Regions from separate parts of the Gossypium hirsutum genome. Here region 2 is linked to region 1. The links are chromatin contacts, called in public Hi-C maps. All regions are on one chromosome and are shown on one strand. The core of a region is the stretch at or near the end of the contact, and the rest is flanking DNA. Distances in the headings are between cores, read along the strand shown.

What was found. A called contact is a pair of places that touch in the nucleus more often than the background predicts.
Region 2: a contact with region 1 is called in a Hi-C map of leaf, with 4 times the contacts expected there. The contact joins the promoter of LOC107901009 here to the enhancer-like site in region 1. A contact is called at or near these places in 4 of 34 Hi-C or Micro-C datasets (hypocotyl and leaf).

The regions. Positions count from the first base shown.
Region 1 is chrD06:17,402,227-17,406,591 of Gossypium_hirsutum_v2.1, forward strand. No RefSeq gene overlaps it. Among protein-coding and RNA genes, the nearest start is that of LOC107962826, 26 kb to the right of the region's middle. Within about 2 kb of position 2,160, at least 1 of the 9 cell types and tissues checked has an H3K27ac peak or open chromatin away from gene starts, as enhancers often do. A contact at or near this core is called in leaf, where this site is marked.
Region 2 is chrD06:17,703,652-17,708,016 of Gossypium_hirsutum_v2.1, forward strand. LOC107901009 (thermospermine synthase ACAULIS5) reads left to right here and starts at 2,363. Exons shown (of 11, transcript XM_016826827.2): 1 at 2,363-2,624; 2 at 2,758-2,824; 3 at 2,909-3,003; 4 at 3,116-3,218; 5 at 3,314-3,402; 6 at 3,486-3,550; 7 at 3,553-3,641; 8 at 3,749-3,824; 9 at 3,909-3,967; 10 at 4,074-4,210; 11 at 4,286-4,365. The coding sequence starts at 2,467. The coding sequence ends at 4,364.

The sequences.
Region 1 (4,365 bases), core at 910-3,409:
GTTTACAAGTTCCATCTGGTGAATTTGATGCAATCTGTTGAAATTGGAAATTTTTAGAATAGTTTCGAAATCCTCCTCCAACGTCTAACAATTTTTGCGTTGATCATTTCTTTCATATCATCAACTGAGATATTTCTATTAAATCTCATTGCAATTTGTTGGCGACATTCAAATATACATCCAACTATTGTTGTCAAAATTACTTCATTGAACTAAACACATACGGAAAATTGATTATCCATCTTCAATACTAAATCTATAAAAATAATTAAATTTCTCAATATTTTATTTCTAAAAAATATATTGTAAAAAAATAAAATTGGTATATACTAACCTTACAAATTCTTCAATAATTTCTCTTTTACTACAACAATTTTTTTCCTCTTCTTTTCTTATCTTCAAAACTGTTCAAGAAAACACTGCTTAAATAAGGCTTCTCCACTAGGTGCCACCTATCAGGGACCCTCCACTAGGTTCCGCCTTTAAAACACCCTCACCCATGTAACTCGAATTTTTACCCCAGTTTCACCCGTGTATGGACACAAAATGCAGGTGTCGTCTATCCTACTCCCTCCACCATTTAAACATATTTTTTAAAACACAAATCATATGCTAATGATGCTTCCATGTTTGCAATAGAAAAAATTGGTGGTGCCACCACCCTATCTCCCTCCACCCCCAACACTGTTCAAAACATACCATTTTGATAAATAATGATTGGCATATCATTTAGGTATTTAAATATTAATTATGTATTACATGCGTAAAAAAACCTTTTTTCTATTTTTTTTATTTTTAAATTTTAAAATGTTTTTTATTAACGTGTCTAAACAATTTTGATAATTAAGCTGAATTATTATAAATTAACAGTTGCTTACTGATTAGGAAACATGTGGGTCCCAATAATTCCAATCAATGATAAAGAAAGACTTGGAAAAGATCCGACAGTTGACAATGCTTGACTTTTTTCTTATGACTCCTAAATTACATATAACCTCCACAAATTCTAAAATTTTAAATTGGAGTATATTACACGTGTATTGAAACCTACATCTTTTACATTGTTGTAACAACAATAATATCAATTGAATTATAAGACTACTCTTAATCTATCTGAACGATTGACAATCCCGTTCCAAATATGTAAAATAAGATGTTATCAAGATAGCCAATATATGGCACATTTATTTTTTCTATTAGAATTGGAATTGATATAAATAGATATAAGTATGTTGTGATGTATCGTTTCAGATTTATTAACATTTTTAAAATATATATTTATAGATTTCAAATAAATGAAAATAAAATATTCATTACTAAATTTCACAAATAAAAATCAATCATTTAACAATTCAAAAAAAAGCATTAAACAATAAAATTTTTCACAATAAAATCATCCTATACTAAATATAAAGTTGAAGTGAAGCTTTGAGAAAATTTTCATTTCATTTCTTTTCTTTTTCCCTATATACAAGTTGTTTACTTATTTTTATGTTGTTTAAAAGTTAAAGTCAGTAAACTTTAATGGTTAAAATTAAAGCTTTTATTATTATTAGTATAAATGATAAATATATTTTTATATTATTTTTTATATTATTCATATATCATTTGATGCATAATGTTTCGATGGATGTGATCATAATTAGATAGAATAAATTGATAAAGTCGATACAAATTAAAATTTTTACTGCTGTGGAAAAAGAGAATTGATTGTTTCGATTTTCCATTAAAACAATGTACACCAAATGATATAGCAAAAACTGATGCATAAGCAACTATATTGATGGTTTAGGTTGTCATTAATTTTTTGTTCTCAAAATTACAGCTAATTAATTTGCTCAAACAAAAAATTAAAATTTCATCTATATATTTGTTTCAAATTAGAATTCATATTAAATTAAAATTTCATTTTCAAGGAGCGTTAAAAAAGAAAAAAAATTTAAGTTATAATAATTTCAATAAATTAATTATTATAAAAACTTAGATTAAATAATTAACTCAACTCTAATTAATTAATTAAAATAAATTCAAACATAACATAAAATTCAAAGTCCAAAACCTTGTATTAAAGCAAAGCATTTTTGTTAGTATGGTATTTAGAGGTGGAGATTTAAAGAATTTAGAAAATTGGGCCTAGCCCTTAATGTGGGCCTAAGCCAATGGGCTTAACCCCTTATACAAACAGTTTCTTCCAGGCCTCTCAAGTCTTCTGCTTCTGAACTAACTCATGTAGACCTCATCATGATCCAATTCGATTGGATTCATCAGCTCGAATTTCATTTCATTTAAATATACTTGAATCCGTTGAATACATTAGCTTTCAACTCTAACTTGTCCTTGTTCATCCAACCCTTACATGGTTAAAATGTTTCTTAATGTTTTATTTATATTGTTATAATATTTTCTAAATTTAAGATTTTCTAATCAAATATATAAAAAATGTATTTATAAAAGTAAAATATATGTAGAAATTCTTTTAAAATTAAGAGATTAAAAGTTAAAAATATGTAAAATAGTAACATTAAAAGAGAGATATTTTAGTAAATATATTGGAGTGAATTCTGTTTAAACTTGCTGGCTTCACCTTTGAAAATTTTAGTGAAACTTTTAGTTCCGTTTGATTTTAGTAAATAACAGTTGTTTTGTTTTTTTTTCTTGAAAAATAGGAAACATTGAAAATTTTATTTGTTTGAAAATTTTAAAAATAAATTTTGGGAAATGAAAAATGAAACTATTTGATACTTTTAATCTTTATTTTATGTAAAACTGAAAAGTTTAAATGAATTGAGTCTAGTTTTTAAACCTATATAAACATTAAAAAAAATTTCAATAGTATTAAATATCAAACTTGTTACCTTGGCTCAAATTCATATAACTGTGGGATTATTTCATTTTATTTCTCAATTTCTATTATAGGAAAATAAGCACCAAACAAGTTTTCATTATTGAAAACAAATTTTTTATTTACAAAATATGTTTTTAATTTTTAAAATAGAAAATAAATATTATTTTTAAAATAAAAAGAAAAAAAATGAACTTTTTATTTTAATGTTTTAAAAAATGGTTTTCATTTTATGTTTTTTTTTAAAAAATTTGAAAATACATTTTATAATAGAAAAAAATTTGTTTTCAATAATGGAAATATAAAATTACATTTTGCACATGTTTTCCATTATAGAAATATGATAAATAAAATTTTCCTAGATTTATATGGATTTGAACTAGGGTAAGAGATAATATTTTAAAATTATTGAAAACAAAAATGGCTTTGAATCAATGCCAATTCATTAATTAAATTTAAAGTTAAAAAATCTTGTTTTTATTATGAATGCTATTAAGTGGATGTTCACTATAATCAACTTTTCACCTTTCATATTCCTTAACTCTTCACATTTCATCTCCTTAAAACCCCTTTCCTATTTATGTATTAGATATATAGGAATTTACTAGTTGTGATTAGAGGTGTTCATGGGCCGGACCGGGCCCAGAAAAAAATTTCAGCCCGGGTCCTAGGCCTGGGCCCGGCTCGGCCCGAAATATGGGCCTAGAATTTTGCCCAGGCCCGGCCCGGGAAAAAATTTATAAGCCCGGGCCCGGCCCAACCCGGCCCTGCCCGTTTTTTAAATAAATACCAAAAATTTATTTTAAAAATTAAAATAAAAATTAAAAAAAGTATTTTAAAAATATTTTAAAATTTAAAAAATTATTTTAAAAAAATTTTAAAATTAAAAAAATTAAAAAAAGTATTTTAAAATTAAATAAAATAAAAAAATAAAAATATTTATTATTCGGGCCGGGCCGGCCGGGCCCGAGCCAAAAAAGTGGTGCCCGAGGCCCGGCCCGTTTTTTAATCGGGCCTCGTTTTTTTGCCCAATCTCATATTTTGGGCCTATATTTTTACCCAAACCCTCCCATATTTCGGGCGGGCCACCTCTAGTTGTGATGATGATGAAAAATAATAGAATGCAATAGAAATCCCCCTATTCTCATATATATCTTTTATCTATTATTCTTGTTTTATAATACGTTATCAACACGCACGCTTAAATTAATCTAAGAGTCTTGCGATCTTCATTAGTTTGGATCAAGGTATGTTCGCATCGTCAAAAGTTCCACTAACCCCGTAATTTGTTAAAACTTCTAACATAGCCAAATTACTTGTAATTTATTTTGTGACTAAATTATTGTAATCACCGGAGTATTGTTATGTTATGCTTGAAAGTTTGTTAAGAGACTACTTATGTTTATATTAAATTTGCATTGTAGTTGTATCATCAATGTTGAACCTTGCAAAACTTGAATTTGTGGCTTTTGATATTATTGGAAAGAATTATTTATCTTGGATGTTAGATGCTAAAATACACT
Region 2 (4,365 bases), core at 1,113-3,612, 300 kb after region 1:
AGCAAGGAGGAGATATGATGGGAAAAAGCCTCATATTTTCTTTTAAGAAATTTAAATAATAATATGTGCAGAAATATGTTGGGTTTGAGTTAGCTACTAACAAAGTACGTTTTAGATAATTTTTAAAATTTGTACAAATATAAAATATATTAATATCCCATAATAATTTGATTCGAATCCAATTTAATCTAATCCATGAACACTTCTAAATACAATATTAAAGTGGGATTTCCACGAAACTTTTTTTTTAAACAAAGTGGAGTCACCCCACGCTTAACAATGCTCTCATCTCCCACAACAGAAACACATTTTTATTGGGGTTGGGGACCCATAAATCCCCCTCTTATTGCAATTACATAGGGTCCCCATTTGTCCCTCATTCTTCTTCTCTGGTAGGCTTTAGTCAGTTGGATATGGCACTCCCACTTAGCCATAATCCCACACTCACAGAAAAAGGTCTAATTCTAGTTTAGCCCCTCTACTATATTGAAATTTAGGCTCTCTTTACTTTTATAATGGGTCAACATATGTTATTCTCTATACTTTAGTAAAATCTGAGATTAGTTCTATACTTAGAAAGGTAAATTTTATTTTATTTTTTACCTTTTTTGTTCAAAAATTCTAGTCAAATAAATGACATCGATAATATTTGGTCATCAGATTTTACTTGTTGTAATGTATGTTTATTGAATTCATAACGGTTTGTGTATGAAGTTAATTTGATTGCGTGGGTGTATTGATAGTAAATTTTGACTAAAAATTTAATAATATTGATTTGTGGTTTCTAAATAGAACAAAAAAGATGATTTAAATTTTTTATTTTTTAAATATATGGACTAAATTTCAAACTTCATTAAAATATAGAGATTGATGCATATTTAACTTTTATAAATTTATTAGTAGACCCAAACTGATAACTACCCTCTAATAGTTGACTTCTAAACCTTTCGAGGGCTTGTAGCTACTCTCTCCCAATAATGTTATTTTAACATTTAAACTTAAATTTACTCTTTGGAAATACAATATGTTTTATCATTCTGTCCAATACTTTTTGATAATAACAATGTAAATGGTATTAACAAAATTCATGAAAAACTACCATTACTTTATTTGGAACAATTAATAAAATTATCAAAATATGTATCTAACAATAACATTGTTAGAGTTGTGTGACCCGAATCCTTGTTAAAATAAAAGATAATGGCAAAATTAGGGGATCTTGTTAAAATAACAGTAACATTACTCGGACTATGTTGCATGAGTAGAATCCGTATAAAACTGCACTTCTTTTATTTGGCACTGATTAGAATAAGGTTTTTCAACCTTTAAATAGATGTAATCGAACTCTTCCTGTATTATTCAATTTTCAACATTAGTGAATTTTTTTCTCCTCTACTCGTGATATTTTCTCGAAAGGATTTCCATGTAAAATCTGTGTGTTTTATTTTTCTTTCTTATCGTTTTGCGATATTTTATATTGTTATTATCGATGTTTAGTTTTAACAAACATCATAAAAAAAATAAAAGAATCAAACTGTATCAAATTAAAGAGATTAAATTGTAAATTTCAACATAAACAAAAGGGACTAAAATCAAAATTAGACCCCAAAAATCCCCTCATGGTTTGAGTATTGTGCTGGTGAATGAGGAAAAGGACAAAAGGTTGGCTAAAAAGGGAAAACATTTAATCCAAAAATACACAAAGTGTCACTACTTTTTAACTCGCTTAGTGGACCCCCTTCCAAAAAGAAAAACCTTTCTTAGTGGACCCCATCATTTCCCTAACCAAAAAATAAAAACACAGTGCCACATGTACTTTTATCCACGTGTCAGTATCGTGGAAGACCACATGTACAATATGGGGCCCACAATAACCCACGCGGACATATATTCCCGGTTTTCATCCTTTTTCATTGTATCCGCCAAACCTATAGGGGGTAGATAATATCATATGCATGCGCATGCTTTTCCTTTCAAAATTCTAGAATGACAGTCAATCTCTGGGAAATTTCACCCAATCTAACTTTAGATGCCAACACATGGCCGTGGAGGCCTCCAAAAAAGGAGAAAAAATAATATCTCTTGGTATTTTCATTATACTGCCAATGCCAGCTTAGAACATCACTAGGAAACAACCTTTGGTGGGTTGTCACCATTGATGAGGTTACCATTTTCATGAACCAATGTAGTACCATGATAATTGGCGTGAGGAACAGAAAATCCGTGGGACTGTCTGTGACAGAATCATTGCCCGTGTTAGCCAAAACCCATAATTATCTACAAGATTATATCTTTCTTTTAAAAAAAATAAAAAATTCTTGGGTTTCTAGTGTGTTAAAAGTGCTATAAAAAGCACGTAGCCCTGGTGTTACCATCCTCACACTTTGCCACCTCTTGCTCAATCTTCTGTTTATCTTATCTTGTTTTGTTTCAAGTTTTTCTCTTTTGTTTTTAGGTTATTCGATAATGGGTGAGGCTGTTGAGATCTTTTATCCAAATGGTTTCTCTAAAATCTGTAATGCAACAACAAAGAACCAACCACCTGTTGATAAGAGTCGCCAGTTTGATTCTTGGTATGAAGAGGAAATTGATGAGGATCTCAAATGGTCCTTCGCTTTGAAAAGGTTTCACCCTAATCTTTCTTCATTATATGCACATTACTCAAAACATGATAAAAGCAAACAACTTTGGGTTTTTCTTTAACTCATAATTCAGTATCTTAAACCAACTCTCATCTCTTTGTATCTCTCTTAACAGTGTACTGTATAAAGGTTCTAGTGAGTATCAAGATATTGCCCTTTTGGACACTAAACGTTTTGGCAAGGTATACCTATAGGCATTCATTGTTTCGTTTCATCCTTTTTTCAAGTTTTCTAATCTCCGATTGTTTGAATAATTGCATATGTAGGTATTGGTGATTGATGGGAAAATGCAAAGTGCCGAAGTTGATGAATTTATTTACCATGAATGCTTAATTCATCCAGCTCTTTTGTTCCACTCGAAGTGAGTCCTTTTTATTATTATTATTTTTGGTGGCTAGTCAATGTCTCTATGAGTACTCCATTTCCATTTATCTGTAAAGTAGTAACATATATTGTTCTTACCAATTTTGCAGCCCCAAAACTGTGTTTATAATGGGGGGAGGGGAAGGGTCTGCAGCAAGGGAAGCACTCAGGCATAAATTTATTGATGAAGTTGTAATGTGTGATATTGATGAGGTGAAATTCTTGGTCTCCTTTTTTTTAATATATATTTCCATTTACTTTTTCTTTTTAGTGTTTGGAGGGCACCACTGATAATTTAACAACTGCAGGAAGTGGTCAATTTCTGCCGCAGATACCTGACTGTGAACCGTGATGCATTTTGCAACAAAAAGCTTAACCTTGTTATCAATGATGCCAAGTAAGTATACTGAGCTTATTTGATGTCCATTTGCTTCAAAGGAATTTGAGCTAATTACTATATACTTGTGTATGAATATTAAGGGCTGAACTGGAGAAGAGGACTGAGAAATTTGATATCATAGTTGGAGATTTAGCAGATCCTGTTGAAGGGGGCCTTGCTATCAACTTTATACAAAATCATTTTATGAGAAAATTCTTAAGCCCAAACTCAATGAAAATGGCATTTTTGTCACTCAGGTTGGTATCCCCCCCCCCCCGCCCCTTTTTCTTCTTGTGTAGGATATATATACATGTAAGTCATAAACATAAGAATAAAAAACTAGAGATAAATTTCTATTCTATAGGCTGGCCCAGCTGGAATATTCACTCACAAGGAGGTCTTTTCCTCTATATACCACACAATCAGGCAGGTTTTCAAGTGTAAGTTCCTCAACCAACTCTTAAGATTCTATACAATAGATTGAATAATAAAAAATAAATCATGGTTTTTTTTTTCTTATGTAGATGTGTTGGCATACACAGCTCATGTGCCATCCTTTGCTGATACATGGGGATGGGTTATGGTATGAGAATTAATGTTCAAATTTGTGAAGTTGAATGGAGTAGAAGTCTTATATATATATATATCCCTTTTTCGCTTTGTTTTAACTTTGTTTTGCATTAACATAGGCCTCGGATCAACCATTCTCCATTGGTGCTGAAGAAATTGACAAGAGGATTGCTGAAAGAGTAGATGGTGAATTACTCTACTTGAATGGCTCTTCATTCCTTTCCTCTGCAACCATGAACAAGACTGTTTATCTATCGTAAGTTCCACTGTTTGTTAGATTGTAATTTGTTGCCATTTTTAAAGCAAATTGAGATGGTTTGGTTGTTTTCAGGCTGTTGAACGAAACCCATGTCTACACTGAGGAAAATGCGAGATTTATACCAGGACATGGATTGGGTAACCACCTTTGAG